Linked DNA regions of Mus musculus: regions 2 and 3 are each linked to region 1. The links are chromatin contacts, called in public promoter capture Hi-C maps. All regions are on one chromosome and are shown on one strand. The core of a region is the stretch at or near the end of the contact, and the rest is flanking DNA. Distances in the headings are between cores, read along the strand shown.

The links. Promoter capture Hi-C pulls out the DNA fragments that hold promoters and counts their contacts. Capture Hi-C pulls out chosen DNA fragments and counts their contacts.
Region 2: a contact with region 1 is called in a promoter capture Hi-C map of adipose tissue. The contact joins the promoter of 2310039H08Rik here to the promoter of Crip3 in region 1. A contact is called at or near these places in 3 of 39 promoter capture datasets (hippocampal neurons, liver and neural stem cells) and 1 of 9 other capture datasets (adipose tissue).
Region 3: a contact with region 1 is called in a promoter capture Hi-C map of embryonic stem cells. The contact joins the promoter of Ppp2r5d here to the promoter of Crip3 in region 1. A contact is called at or near these places in 5 of 39 promoter capture datasets (the 3T3-L1 cell line, cranial neural crest, embryonic stem cells and 1 more) and 2 of 115 datasets of contacts at active chromatin or transcription factors (bone marrow-derived macrophages and embryonic stem cells).

Annotation. Positions count from the first base shown.
Region 1 is chr17:46,426,266-46,431,074 of GRCm38.p6, reverse strand. Crip3 (cysteine-rich protein 3) reads right to left here and starts at 2,133. Exons shown (of 8, transcript NM_053250.2): 1 at 2,082-2,133; 2 at 1,662-1,756; 3 at 1,209-1,266; 4 at 983-1,114; 5 at 222-293; 6 at 1-86. The coding sequence starts at 2,124.
Region 2 is chr17:46,770,246-46,775,054 of GRCm38.p6, reverse strand. It overlaps 2310039H08Rik (RIKEN cDNA 2310039H08 gene), which reads right to left and starts at 2,420. Exons shown (of 1, transcript NM_025966.3): 1 at 1,648-2,420. The coding sequence starts at 2,242. The coding sequence ends at 1,898. It overlaps Rpl7l1 (ribosomal protein L7-like 1), which reads left to right. Exons shown (of 7, transcript NM_025433.3): 7 at 1-1,148.
Region 3 is chr17:46,702,444-46,707,252 of GRCm38.p6, reverse strand. Ppp2r5d (protein phosphatase 2, regulatory subunit B', delta) reads left to right here and starts at 2,251. Exons shown (of 15, transcript NM_009358.3): 1 at 2,251-2,420. The coding sequence starts at 2,394. It overlaps Gm52314 (a long non-coding RNA gene), which reads right to left and starts at 1,628. Exons shown (of 2, transcript XR_003952400.1): 1 at 1,545-1,628; 2 at 1-711.

The sequences.
Region 1 (4,809 bases), core at 884-3,383:
ACTCCCAGCAGTCAGGGTCTTCCTGCAACGTTGGCACCTCAGGCAGGGTCGGTGCCAATTTCTGCCCAAAGACATCACTTTCTCAGCTGTTGGTGGAGACCAGTGGTAGCTCTTCCATTCTAGGGGCAGGGCAGGGCAGGGACAACTCCCTGCCTTGAATCACCTCCCTACCCTCTGCCGCCTCAACAGTGCTCCTCACCAAGCTTTCTGCTGCCACTTACCAAAAAAGACAGGATCCCCACATCCAGGGCACAGTGAAGTCTCACCAGTGAATGTCTTCAAGTAGGGAGGCCCTTTAATGGGAAGAGGCTCCGGATAGGGCTGTGGTGGGGGCCAGGCCCTGAGCAGGGGCTTCTAGCCCCCACCTGTACATGGATGGCACTGTCCTCTCCCCAAACCCATTTGTCCCCGCCACCACTCTCCTCCCCCAGGCAACCGTGAGCTCTGTACATAGTCCTTTCTGACTCATTCCACCCAATCCATCAGCTTCACTGGGGACCACCTGCTTCCTTGTCCTCCTTCCCAGGGCCTCGGGAGCCCACCAGTTCAATGGCTCAGTACTGGTAGTAACTCCAGCACTGGGAAACCTGAGCTGATACAGGAGCTGGCCAGGGCAGCGGTGTCAGGTGTTGAGGAGCACGGTGTCACTGCCCACTGCAGGAGTATGAGGAAGGGACAGGAACAGAGAAGAATCTGAGGATTTGGCCCCATCCTAAGGAGCCATCGCTTTAGGTCTTTCCCTTCTATGCCCTGGCTGGAGGAAGGGGCCCAATTTCTAGGCCAGCCTTGCTTCTGCTTGGTGGTCATTTGTCTTCTCTGGGCATCTCTTGTAAAATGAGGGTGATCATGCTATCTGTCCAATTTACCTTTTAAACTCAACTCACACGAGAGCAGAAAAACAGGGCCAGCAACAGGACCACAGTGTCTACTGCAGCCTGAGGAAGGGTCAGAAGGAGAACAACTAACGCCTGCCTTCACTTACTTTTCTTGGCCCGGGAGAGGCCAGTCCTTGGCCTGGGGGGGCTAAAGTTGCTGGGGCTGAGGGAAATGCGGCTGGCAGGAGGGGGAGTTGGGAGGTTGTAGAGATAGCAGCCCACACCACCAATGTTGACCCCTGCAGAGAGAAGACCCAATAATGGAGGTCAGGCTCTAGTTCCTAGCCACAAGGAAAGTTTGTGGCCCCTGGCCCCTTCTAGGCTGGAACTTACCTCTAGGTCCAAAGAGAGCCCCATAGCAAGGCTTGTGGCAGTATGGTCTCCCGTTGTGCTGGGCACAAGCACAGGCAGAGGGAAGGGTCACTCAGGGCCAAAGGGACATGCATGCCTGTACAGGCTTTCTCAATCCAAGCTGTCAGGTGCATATGTGCACTGCAGCTAGTCTGATGGATCTTGTAGGGATGGGTGGTAGGCTAGCGTGTCCAATTGCCATTGTGGAATAGGGGTAGAGGTGGGAGACAGAGCAGCTGCGTACCCCTCCCTCAGAACCATGGGTCAGCAGCAGCTCTGAGCCTGTCAAACTCTGGCTCACATGAGGCTCAATGGGTGGGTCACCCCGAGCTTGTTTGTGGAGGTTCCTTTGCCTTTGACAGGTCTCCAAGGCTGAAATTGGGGTCTATAGGAGTAGGGGTGTGACAGAGGACTGTCACCCTGGCCAGGCCTCACCTCTGCATGCCCGCCAGGGGACAAGATGCTGTGACAGCGCTCACATTTCAGGCAGAAACGGTGCCAGTTCTTGCCTAAGGAGCTCACCTTCTCAGCTGTGGGGAACAAGGTGGGTTCGGGCTGCAAAAAATCCAGCCCAGCCCTGCTTTTGCCCTTTCAGCCTTCTGGGAAAACCGGCCCAGCCAGCCTCGCTCCCTGGAGACAATGAATATTGTTTCCAGGAAGAAGCTCCATCCCACCCTGGTGTCTCTTGCTTGGGCTCTTGGAGGTGTGGCAGGCACTTTGTTTTCAAGCGCAAGCGCGCGCGAGAGACACACACACACACACACACACACACACACACACACACACACACACACACAAATACAGGGGACCCGGGGGCTCAAGGTTGCCTTTACTCCTCCTAGGTCCCAGCCTTACCAAAGTAAACGGGTTGCTGACAACGCGGACAAGTCCAGCTCATGGTTCTTCATGAGATAGCTTAGTCCAAGCAGCAACTATAGGAGCCCGCTGATATGCCCCGCCCCTCCACCAGCCCTGCCCACTATTCAGCTTTGAGCCCGTTTGAGTTGTGGCTGCTCATTGGGCACACACACACACACACACACACACACACACACACACACACACACACACACACAAACTTAGAACTGAGGGACCCTGAGACTTATCAACTTACTTTAAAGAACTTCAAAGTGGGATACAGACTTGGGAGGGAGGGAGCCCTGAGTTCAATGGCCTCTCTGGTCAGTGAGAAGCAAGAAAAGGCACCATCAGGCATTCTTTAAGTGGTTTAATTCTTCCTTAGTGGAGGAGGGCCGGAAGCAAGGGAATGTGAAGGCCATCTTCGCTAAACCATATTTTTTGTTTGTACTGGAAGTAGTAACATGGTAACAGTCTCCATGGCACAGGGTTGTAATGAGAACTGGGCAAGTTAATCTCAACAGCGCAGTGCCAGGCACATAACTGCTATGCAAGCACCATGAAGAACCCTGTGCATATATATAGAACTCACATCCCGGTCTATAAGTCCCAAAATGTGCCCCTACGTACAGCTGGTCTACAACCTGCTCATACGATTATCACATCTGTTAAACACCAGCCACATATTTCTAACTTAGTTTAAGAGTGTAAAATGGGGGGTTGGCGAGATGGCTCAGTGGTTAAGAGCACCAACTGCTCTTCTGAAGGTCCTGAGTTCAAATCCCAGCAACCACATGGTGGCTCACAACCATCCGTAATGAGATCTGTTGCCCTCTTATGGTGTGTCTGAAGACAGCTACAGTATACTTACATATAACAATAAATAAATCTTTAAAAAAAAAAAAGAGTGTAAAATGTTGTGGAGTCACCAATGATCACCCCAGAAGGTGAGGGATAGTTCCAACCCAATGGTCACACAGATGGCTCCGGTTAAACTAAATGGGTCACAGAACAAAACACAAACTGAAGATGATGAACCTGGGAAGGAACAGTAGGGACCCAAGTGGTAGTGTTCAAAATGAGACAGGAGATGGTGTGTAGGATGGCAGAAATCAGACTACATTACAGACTTGTGAAACTGACAAATAACAAAATTAATTTAAAAAAACCCCGTAGAAACCACTGCCCCCAAATCATTGATAGAATAAATTTAAGTTGTAGAATGCATTTTAACTTTTAAAGCAGACTTTATTATAAACATTATTTTTTTACCAGTTATGCAGTTATTCAGATGAGATTTTTTTAAAAGATGTCTTTTTAAAAAGATTTATTTACTTATTTTTGTATATGAGTACACTGTAGCTGTACAGATGGTTGTGAGCCTTCATGTGGTTGTTGGCAATTTAATTTTTTTTTAGGACCTCTGCTCACTCCAGTCAGCCCCACTCACTCCAGTCAGCCCAAAAAATGTCTTAAAAATGTGTTTTGCTATATTGGTGCACTGTGTGCATGCAGTGCCCTGAGACCAGAAGGGGGTGTGGGACCCCCTGGAAATGGAGCTGCATGTGTTTGCGACATCATCACTTAAGTGCTGAGCTTTCTCTCCAGCCCATTCAGATAGGGAAAAAAAAATCATAAAAGTAAATAAACACACAGACAGCTAAAGGCTGGAGAGTAGTATCACTTAACAAAGGCCTACAATGCAATCTTGAGAACCTGAATGTGGGTCTCTAGAACCAGATGCCATGGCACACACTGGAAACCTCCTGACAGAGGCGGGCGCCCGGAAGATCCCTTAGCAAGGCAGCAGTCAGTGAGCTCTGGGTTCAGTAAGTGGTTCCTGTCCTTCCCTCCGTCCCTTTCTTCCTCCTCCTGTTCCTCCCTCCCTCCCTTTCTTTTTTGGTTCTTTGAGACAGCCTTTCTTTGCATTAACAATCCTGGCTGTCCTGGAACTTGCTTTGTAAACCAGGTTGGCTTCAAAATCCCAGTGATCCCTGTGCCTCAGCCTCCTGAGCACAGATTAAAGGCCTGCACCACTCCACTTGGCCTGTGATCACATTTCAATGTCAAAGGAGAAGACTTGAGGGGACACTGGCTGCACCCCTCCATCCCCAGCACACACAGCCTAAAACCAGATGTGGTGATATATTTGTATAATCCTAGTCCTTGGAAGGTAGAAGCAGGATTGGGAGTTCTAGACCATCCTCAGCTACAGATGAGTTCAAGGCTAGACTGGGCTATATGAGATCCTGTGTCAACAAAACAAAACAAAACTCCAGCAACCAAAAGCCAAGCCAAGCTGAGCTGAGCCAAGCCAAGCCAAGCCAAGCCAAGCCAAGCCAAGCCAAGCCAAGCCAAGCCAAGCCAAGCCAAGCCAAGCCAAGCCAAGCTGAGCAGAGCAGCAGTATCTCAGAGAACACTTGAAAGTTCTTGATTCATTGTCCTTAGTCATTAGGGACATGTAAATCAGGACCACAATGGGCACTGGTTTAAAACCCACTACTCAGATGGATGTTATTGTGTTGGCAAAGATATGGCTACACTGGATCCTTACACACTGTTGGTGACAATGTAAAATGGTGAAACCACGCCTGAAAACAGTTTCTCTAAGAGGTAAAAAGTGTTACCATTATCAGTGCCTAATTCCACTCTAGCTATAAGCAAAGGGAAATGAAACACATGTTCAAGGAATGGCCGGATGTCTCATGGCTAAGAGCACCAACTA
Region 2 (4,809 bases), core at 1,171-3,670, 340 kb before region 1:
GGCAGACTTCATGAGTTCAGGGACAGGCAAGCCTGCTCTACAGATTTCCAGGATACCCAGGGCTACACATAGAGAAAATGTTAAAGATAAACAAAAAGCTGGACAGTGGGGGAGCACACCTTTAATCCCAGCACTCGGGAGGCAGAGGCAGGCGGATTTCTGAGTTCGAGGCCAGCCTGGTCTACAGAGTGAGTTCCAGGACAGCCAGGACTACACAGAGAAACCCTGTCTCAGAAAAAAAACAAAACAAAAACCAATGCAGTGATAGATTGTTGTTTCCTAAACCACATGTACCCAGGAAATGCCCACTAAATTTCACCTGGATCAGTGTTAACTGATCATTGGGAAATGAGGTGACCAAAAATGCATCGCAACCTTGGACAAACAGCATGGCTATTTAACATTCTGGGATCCTGCAGAATCCTGCATCTTCCTAAGTAGGGAAGCACTGTAGCATTGGAGAGAGGCCTGGGCGAGCAGAGCTAAGGCTTCCATTTCTGGCTTGCTTGGAATTTAAAACAAGCTTTTTTCTATATAGTAAAAGATTGTTTTTAAGATTTTTGCGTGTGAGTACATGCCAAAGTAGCCAGGAAGTGTCACTTGCCCTGGAGCTAGAATTACTGGCAAATGAAGGCTCAGAGGTGGATGCTGGGACCAATTCTAGGCCCTCTGAGAAAGCAGGTGCACTTGGCTTGTGCCTCCAGCCCCAAAGGCGATGGCTTATTGTGAGCCTGAGGCCAGCCAGGGTTACAGAGACTCAAGAAACAAGTGGGGTTGTCCATGTTGCTGGAGATGACCCAGGTCTATTAGGACCTTGACTACATGGATAGACATTCTGGCAGCTAGTATACTGCCATTGGGGCCTATGGAGAAGTAGCCACCGAGCCTATTTAGAAAGAAGGACTGCTGGCAAGCTTGGTGTCACTATGAAGGCAGACAAAGATCGATGTATTAACGACCCCGACTCCAAAAACACTCGAGGGGGCCCAAGGTGGGCTCAGTGGTTAAGAGCCGTTCGCCCAGGGGCTGGAGAGTTGGCTCAGTGGTACCACATGGTGGCTCACAACCATCTGTAATGAGATCTGACGCCCTCTTCTGGTGTATCTGAAGACAGCTACAGTGTACTTACATAAAATAAATAAATCTTTAAAAAGAGCCGTTCGCCCAGTCCCCTGGGCATCTGGCACCGTTTCACAAGTCCTGCGGGGAGGAAAGAATGCTCCCTCAGAAACCCAGGGCTTAATTCCCAACTACTAGTTTCAGCCTTGGAGATGAATCTGGGTAAGGCACCTGCTGCCAAGCCAGAGCTTAACCGGGGGGGGGGGGGGGGGGGGGGGGGTCTGGTGCATGGTGGGAGGAGAAAGCCAACTCCTATGGGGGTACCAACTACCAAACTGCCTCTGCTCGCACTACCTTAGTTGCTCCCAAGAGTCAGGGTTTTTTAAGATTTAGTTATGTGGCCAAGCACACTGACAACAGAAGAGGGCGTCAGATCCCATTAAAATGTGAGTCACCATGTTTGCTGGAAATTGAACCTTGATCCTCTGGAAGAGCACCGAGCCCTCTCTCCAGTCCCCCAACTCCAAGAACCAGGGTTTCTATGTATCACTCTGGGAAGGAACCTTTTCATCAAACCCAAACGACTGCCAAGTTAGAAATGCCTTTTGGATATCGGTTTATCGGTATCATCAGAACAAGCGGGTCCAGGAGGTTGTGCTGTCCTACAGTGACAAGGGAAACTTATTTCCGTTACACAAATGGACTAGGACACAGTATGAAGTTGAAATTTGGCATCCAAAAACAAAATTACTAGGCAACATTGAGTCCCACAGGTGGCAAGTGTCCAGACTCAAGTTTGTGTAGGACCCAGTCATGCCCTCGGGAAACACCTCGAGCATCAGGAAACCCTTGGGCCTCCGTCGAGTTGGGCGGCTGGACTGCCCCGGGATCGCTCCTCGATGGTCGGAGGCTGCGTCCTCGTGTCTAGGGCGATGGTGCAGGGTGAGGCGGCCGAGCCCGCATCTTCCCAGGGCTTGGGCCTCCGAGGGAGCAGAGACGCGGTGGGTTCACCGTGGGTCGCAGTGATGTGGCGTTTCTCCAGGCCCGGGACCTCCTGGCCCTTCTGTACCAGGTGCAGGAGCTCCGCCAGGGTCACCGAGGCAGGAGCTGGCTCGGCAGACGCCAGTGCACCGCTCGGACTGGAGACACCGCCACGCTGGTCCATGTCCTGCCACCAGCTCATCCCCCGGATCCGGCTGTAAGCACTTCCGGGTGGAGTGGGAGCAACCACTTCGTGAAAAGTAGAGGGGAGCTTAGTAACTTAGCCCAGGGTAGACCTTCCAAGACCCGGGCTATTTGTGCAGAAGCTGCAGCCTGGGTTAACCTCCAGCTCTCATTCCACAACATGAGATGTGCTGCGGTGGGTGAGGAGCGGGCGGGGTGGGGTGGGGGAACGAGCCAAAAAGTGAAGTTTTTGCACCCAGTGAGACAAGTGTGAGGAGGCGTGGCTGTACAAAAGCACTTCCCTTTGGCACGTGTAGATGCGGACGCAGGCTGCGCGCTCAGGGCCGGGAGGGTCGTCTTGGTAGTTTGAGTCTCGCGCTACAGTCCAGAGCGTGATTCTGTATGCTTTTCCAAGCAAGCAAGCAAGCGCTCGTCACATTTGTTAATTGTGGTACTAAGGATCAAATCCCTGGTTTTTGTTGTTGTTGTTTGGGTTTGGGTTATGTGTTGTTTGGGATTTGTAGTCAATTTTGGTTTGAGCCAAGGATTCGTCATCTCCCAATGTCTGCTGCGCTACACCTCCCAATGCTGTTCAGATTTCTGTATCAAAGCTATCCTGACAGGATGCAGTGGCTCATGCTTGTAACACCATATGCTCGGGCCATAGAGCCAGCCGAGTTACACACTGAAACATGTAAGTATATAATAAACAGCTTGATCTGGCACAGATCAAGAAATCAGTAAGTAAAGCATACTTTGCATAATGTTAAAAGCACACAGCATGTTTACCCTTCACCGGAAACAACCCCATGAAACCCAAAAAGTGGGTAAGATGGCTCAGCAGGTAGGGCTATTGAATTTTTATCCCCGTTCTCATGTTTTCAAGGTCTCCTGTAGCCAAAGCTGACCTTGAACTTGAACTCACAATATAGTCTGTGTGTGTGTGCGTGCGCGCGCGTATGCACGCGTCTGACTTCGGATCCTTGCCTTCGAAGGGCAGAAGTAGGCAGACCGCCGCATCCAGCTGGCATTTATCTGGGTTTGTGGGCATTCAAATTCTGACCCTCACACCTGCACGGCAGGCACTAACTGCTGACCATTCCCAACCGCGGCTTTGAACTCCTGGCCCTCCACCTCCGCAGTGCTGGGATTACAGGGGTCCATGTCCAGTATGTGCTGGGAATTGAATTGTATTGTATGGTGCCGGGAATGGAGCACAGGAGTTTATATGTATTAGCCAAGCACTCTACTAACTGAGAGCTCTGTCTGCAGCCCCTCTGGCACACTTTTCCTCATGTAATGCTGAACCTCTTAGGGCTTCCTTTCCTTTCCTTTCCTTTCCTTTCCTTTCCTTTCCTTTCCTTTCCTTTCCTTTCCTTTTCTGTTTTGTTTTTCAAGACAGGGTTTCTCTGTGTAGCCCTGGCTGTCCTGGAACTCACTCTGTAGACCAGGCTGGCCTCGAACTCAGAAATCCACCTGCCTCTGCCTCCCAAGTGCTGGAATTAAAGGCGGGTGCCACTACTGCCCGGGCCCCCCTTTAATTTTATTATGTGCATCTATGTCTGTGTACTACATGCATGCAGTACTGCTAAAGGCCAGAAGAGAGCAACTGAACCCTTAGTTCTGCTATCATGTCGGTGTTGGGCTTTGAATTCTCTGGTCTTCTGGAAGGACAGCCAGTGCCTGGAGGCCATTATTGAGGGTCCCCAGTGATCTCTCCTGTAGCCCCTGCAGCTGTCTCTGCATGTTCATCCAACTTCCTGGACCTGACAGAGTCAGTGCAGCAGGCTCCCTGGCCTTCTAGTTTCTGGGCCTGGTCAGGCTGGGAGAGAGTAGCAGGAGGAGAGAAGAGATAGCTTCAACAGATTTCATTCTGTTTCCCCTCCTCAGGGTCTCATCGGCAGCAGTCCCTCCACACAGCCCTCTGGTTTAAGGGTTCTGACACAGCTCCCTTCTCACTCTCTCAGATGCTACGTTGTCTCCTGGGAACTCCCTTGTCCTTGCCCACATCGCTCTCTGCCCATGGGCTCTACTAAATTCTCCTTAGATTTTCCAATGTCGTCGTCTCTTTCTCTCCCGCCCTTCCTCACCAACACTAGAAGTGGTTCCTTCCAGGAGTAGACAGAACAGAGTGTTAGGATTAGCCCTCCCACGCTGTGCAGGGGGACATGCGTGTGACTGGAGGGGACATGCGTGTGACTGGGGATCCCATTCATGTGAGGAGATCGTGGATAGATGTTGTGCCCAGCTCTGCGTGGCCATGTTGCTTGTTTTTATATCTATAGGGAAACACAAGGGTCCTCAACTTCTGACAGAAGGGTAGCTTGGATTGGCACCCTGGCTGGAGGCCGGCATTGAGACATCACCGTGAGATCACCAAGTTCCAGGACCGATTAAAGGCTCAGCCCTTCCTTTCTTATAGGATTTCATTTTGTAGTCCAGGAAGGCCTGGAACTCACCACCCACCTACCTTAGCTGCTTGATTCTGGCATGAGCTCCCACACTTGGACTTCCAGATGTCCGTTGTAAAAATCAGAAAGGTAAGAGTTACTGAGTGGACCTTGAGATGGGTCAGAGATATTACAT
Region 3 (4,809 bases), core at 1,002-3,501, 280 kb before region 1:
TCCCCTGCTTCCTAGAGGAACCAAGGTCTGCAGGTCTAAAGAGGCTACACAGTCAGTGGCAAGTTTATGCCCCAGGACTACAGTGCATCTTGAGGTTTTGGGTATGGGCAAGGACATCTGTTGATCAGCTCCATCAGAGGACAACTGCCTCAGTTACACTTGTACAGATAGGAATATCCACCAGCGAACAAACACCTTTCTTCCCCATGCAAACAATAGTAGAAATGCAGCCTCACTGTGTGCTCCCCTCAACTCAGTGTTAGTCACCGAGCAAAATGCAATTCTGTATGAGAGCCAGGCTCCTCTCCGTGCTGGCCTTACCCTGTGCTCACTCTTGAAGGCACTCCAAGCTCCTACTTGGCTTAAGCTTCCCTGGCAGAGATCACCCGACACCTCCTAGTTGCAAAATCAAAGTGTTCTATTCAGTGTTTAGCAGACTCTACCTGCCTCTGGCCATTGTGACACCAGTTCCCTCTAACCATCTTTCATCACTTAGGAGTCACCCTCAATGCATCCTTTCCCTGATACTGTCTCCCCGAATCCAGTGACTCACCGAATCCCGTTGACTGTACACGTCTCCGGAGCTCATCCGCTTTTCTTCATTCCGGTTTTTAAAGTCATTCACGTGCATGTGTGTGTCTGTGCGTGTGTATGCCACCTATGCAGGTGCCCAGGGAGGCCAGAGGAGGGCAGGGCGTCAGGTTCCTGGAGCTGGGGTTACAGGTGGTTGTGAGCCAGCTGTTGTGGGGGCTGGGAGCCTAGTTTAGGTCCTCTGGAAGAGCAGCAAGTACTCTTAACCACTGAGCCTTGTCTTTTTTTCCATTCTGTTCTTGAAGTTTTAAAATTGTGTGTGTGTATGTATGTATGTATGTATGTATGTATGCATGTGTCTATCAGGTCCCTTGGGGCTGGAGTTACAGGCAATTGTGAAGCAGCTAATGTGGGTGCTGGGAACTGAATTCAGGTCTTTTGGAAGAGCACCATCTTCCCAGCCCCCATCTTTCCCAATATTGGGGCTACTGCTCTTTGTGTAAGGATGATTGACTATTGTTTGGTTATCATGCTCCTGGGGGAATCCAAGACCTCTTTCCTGGGGAACAAACGGCCACAGGCTTATTTGTAACTTTTTAGTTCTGAGAGTTGTTTCTTTGTTGTTGTTGTTTGTGGTGGCGGGTAGGTTTTTTTTTTTTTTTTTTTTTGTCTTTTTTTTTTCTTTCTTTTAAGAGGTTCTTATTGTAGTCCAAACTGGTCTGCAACTGGCTATAGTTAAGGCTGGTCTGTAACGCCTGATCATCCTGCCTCTATCTTCCAAGAGGTGGGGTTACAGGGGCAAACCCATCACACCCAGCTCGCAGATTTATTTTTGATGGACCTCCTCCAGTTCTTTAATGTAATCTATTGGCTACTAGGATAACTAAAATATATTCCTCCATGTCATTCTGAGGTTTGTGTAATTTATGTGATTGTATTTTAATCGTCTCTTAATACGAGTCTGTGAACCTCATTAGAGTGGGAACTACCTGAGGGCAAGAACCCAGTCTTACCCACTTGAACACTAGCTTGGGTGCGGCGGCGGCTCAGGGCTCAGGTAGGGAACGATGAGGCTGCTTTTTCACTTCATTCTCAGTGGCTCCAAACGCAGCTGTTTTACCGATTCCAGCACCCTTCCAGCAGCTACAGGGACCCACGTCTTGAAGCTGCAGCAAACCAGGGTTTCTTATTTTATTTCAGCCCGGTTCCACCGCTGATAGGCTTTCCCCTCTGCTCCTCTGCAACTGTGATCTAGGACAGACTTGATGAATGCCCGGGAGTACCCTTGGGAGTCTTCTCTATCATTTCACGTGTGCAATTTGAGCTACTTTAAATTCCTGTGAAGAAAGGTGCCCTTTTCGTGTTAGGGCCTTTTTCCTCCAGTCCGTACGAAGCAGGGCAGGTAGAAGAGCAGGGGAGAACATGAGAGCCACTTCTGGAGGGAAGGAGCAGAGCTCAAAGGACTGAAGAATAGCAGAGGACGACGCACAAGGCGACGCCGGAGAACAGATCTGCTAGCCAAGCTCGGGTTTCCCCATGGCTCCGCCTCCTCCACGAAGCCCGACCCTTTTCAGGGCGGGACCTTCCACTCCAGCCAATTCTGGGAGCCGAACCCTGGCGGTTTGTACTCTTTCTTTCCAATGAGAAAAAAGGGAAGCTGCTTGGCTCCAATGACCAATCCGAGGAGGCGGCTCCTGGTTCTCAGGCAGGTTTGTAAGAGTTCGGGCCAATTGGAAGCGCAGCCACGGCTCGGCCCGGGCGCAGCGCGCAGGCGGTGGCGAAGAGACGCCGAGCGGGCCGAGTGTGGCCGAGCAGAGCCGGAGCGGGGCCGCAGGAGCCGGGCCGGGTGTGGACCGGCCGAGATGTCCTATAAACTGAAGAAGGATAAGGTGAGCGTGGCCTTTCCCCTTGCGCCTCCGCCGCCGGGCCTGCGCGCAGCTCTGGGAGGGGCCCGAGGCAGGCCCGGGACAGCCTCAGACTGACCCTCTGGTCCGGCCCCCCGCAGCACTCCCGCGGCCAGCCCCAGGGCCGCGCGACTGCCAGCACCCCCAGTCCGTGCAGCAGCTGGGACAGCTCTCCGTCTTTGCCCGGACAGATTTCCCCCCACCTATCCCTCTTCCCTTCCTCTTTGCTCCTATCCCCGGCCCCCTCCAGATCTGCTCCACTCCCGGCTCACTCCCTTGCTTTTTCTCCCCGCCTTTATCTGTCCCCGATCCCCCACGGTTTGGGACAGTGCTCATTTAAGACCGCATTTCCCTCCAGTACTTCCCCCACCCCCGCCCTGAGCAGCCCCTTCCCTCTTCTCCTCACCAGCTTAAAAGACGGCCTCTCCACAGTTCTGTACAGTCCCTCCTTCCCCCCCCCCGCCCCCCCACGACAAGCCCCTGACCTAGAACCGCTCTGCTTTCTCTCTCCTCCGCCCAAATCTGGCCTAGGCCCCTCCCTCGAGTCTTCCTTTACACACAAACTTGTAAGCCAGGACCGAGCCCTTCTTCTGTTGATGGAACCCCAGAACGTCTGTGCTGGAAGGGAGCTTTGGAGCACATGCAGACTAGCATGCTAGTGGTACAGATGAGGAGACTGAGGCCGGGTCAGGGGAAGGGACTTGTCCAAGGTCACACATCCTGCTGGAGGCCCAGCTGCAATATCAGGTCTCCCAACTTGGAGGGCTCTTCTGTGCAAGTGCCTAACTGGCATCAGCTGGCTTCCATGTTCACCCTAGACGGGACTCGGTTTCTAATCTGTTAGAGGCTCCTCCCTGTATTCCTTAGGATAACCTTTGCATTTCCTTTTTTTGCACCAGGACAGGATTTCTCCCTTTCTTCTGGCCTGTTCTGTTTAGTTTTCTTCTCATTCTGCCGTCCAGTACACTCGGTTTCTTTATTATTTGCAGTGGCAGAGATCAGACCCAGGGTCTTGCACATGCTAAGCATGTGCAGTACCATTGGGCTACACTCCCAACCCCACAGGCCATTTCTTGATGTTACCGTCTTTTGCCATCTTTTGCCTCCAAACCACCCTGACCTGTCCCTGCCTTTCCCTTTGTTTGCTGCTCTTGCTTGATCTGTGGTTCTTCTGAGAAGCAGACTCAGCTGGGGAGGCTGGAACTGGTCTTCAGACTCCCCAGCTTTTGGGCTGGCCCCTTGTGTTGGGCTGGCTCTGGCCTGGTCTCGTGGTCCACTCTCCTGATGACCCCAGAGGTGGATTGCATTCATTTTTCCCCTGATGGATGCTGGGCTACCATCTCTAACCATATCAGTCAAACTCTTTATCCCGGGGCTGTTGTGTGTTTGCCAGGAGGCTCTGCTTCTGGGCTGTCACTGTCTCGGTCTGAGAGTTAGATAGAGCACAGGACAGGGGGTGGTGAGCCAGGCAAAGTTGTGTGCCCTACCTGGGTCTTATCCTTGGGGAGTGGGCTTGCCAATGGGCGCCATCCAGCAATAGAAACTGTGCACTCAAGATAGCTAAGCCCGGGACTGGGGCTGTGGAGTTCAGAGGAAGGGGTGATCTCCTTAAGCGCCTGTCGTTTCTAGTCTGTGGACCAGATCCTGTCCCATCTGTCTGGCGGCTGATTGGGAATTAGAGGGGACGTTCTTAGACTTCGTCAGGCTGTGAGTGCTTTGCTTGAGAAAGGGCACAGGAAGGACCGGGATGCGTGGAGGCAGCCAGGGAGGCCTTTATGAGAGCTAATCTCCTGCACTGGATTTTGGGCTGCGTTTGGCCTCCTTCAGGTTCTGAGGGGGAGAGAGATGACAGTGTGACTGAGGTGTACCAGGGTGGAGGCACAGAGACAGGTGGGTGGAGGCCCCTTTATTGCTCATCTGTCACCTGTCCCCTCTCTCCTCGCTATCCTTCCCTGCTTCCCTGGGGAAGTCTTTCCTGGGCCTTCACTTGGGCTCACTTACAGACTTTATGTGTTCAGCCTTGGGTGGGAATGAACTGTGGACACGTTTTATCCTCCTTGAGGTATTAATGAAACTGTGTGCAGGTTTGCATGTCCCTTACACATAGCACATAGTAGGTGCTTCGTAGGCTGGTGCTGAGTCAGTCTTTTTTTGTGAGATGAGCATCCTTCCCTTTTAAGATTGGATTTAGGTCTTTTTAAAAAAAAGGTTTCCTGCATTAGGTACCCCTCCCACTTTCCTGTTCATCGTAGCGGTATTAGGCATTTGGATTTTCTGTACCAGACACTGGGCTAAGGGAAGTGGGTCCTATCATGGTTTTTGTTTAATAGGTGAGGAAGAAGAGGCCGAGAGAGGCTCCTCACCTCCCCACTCG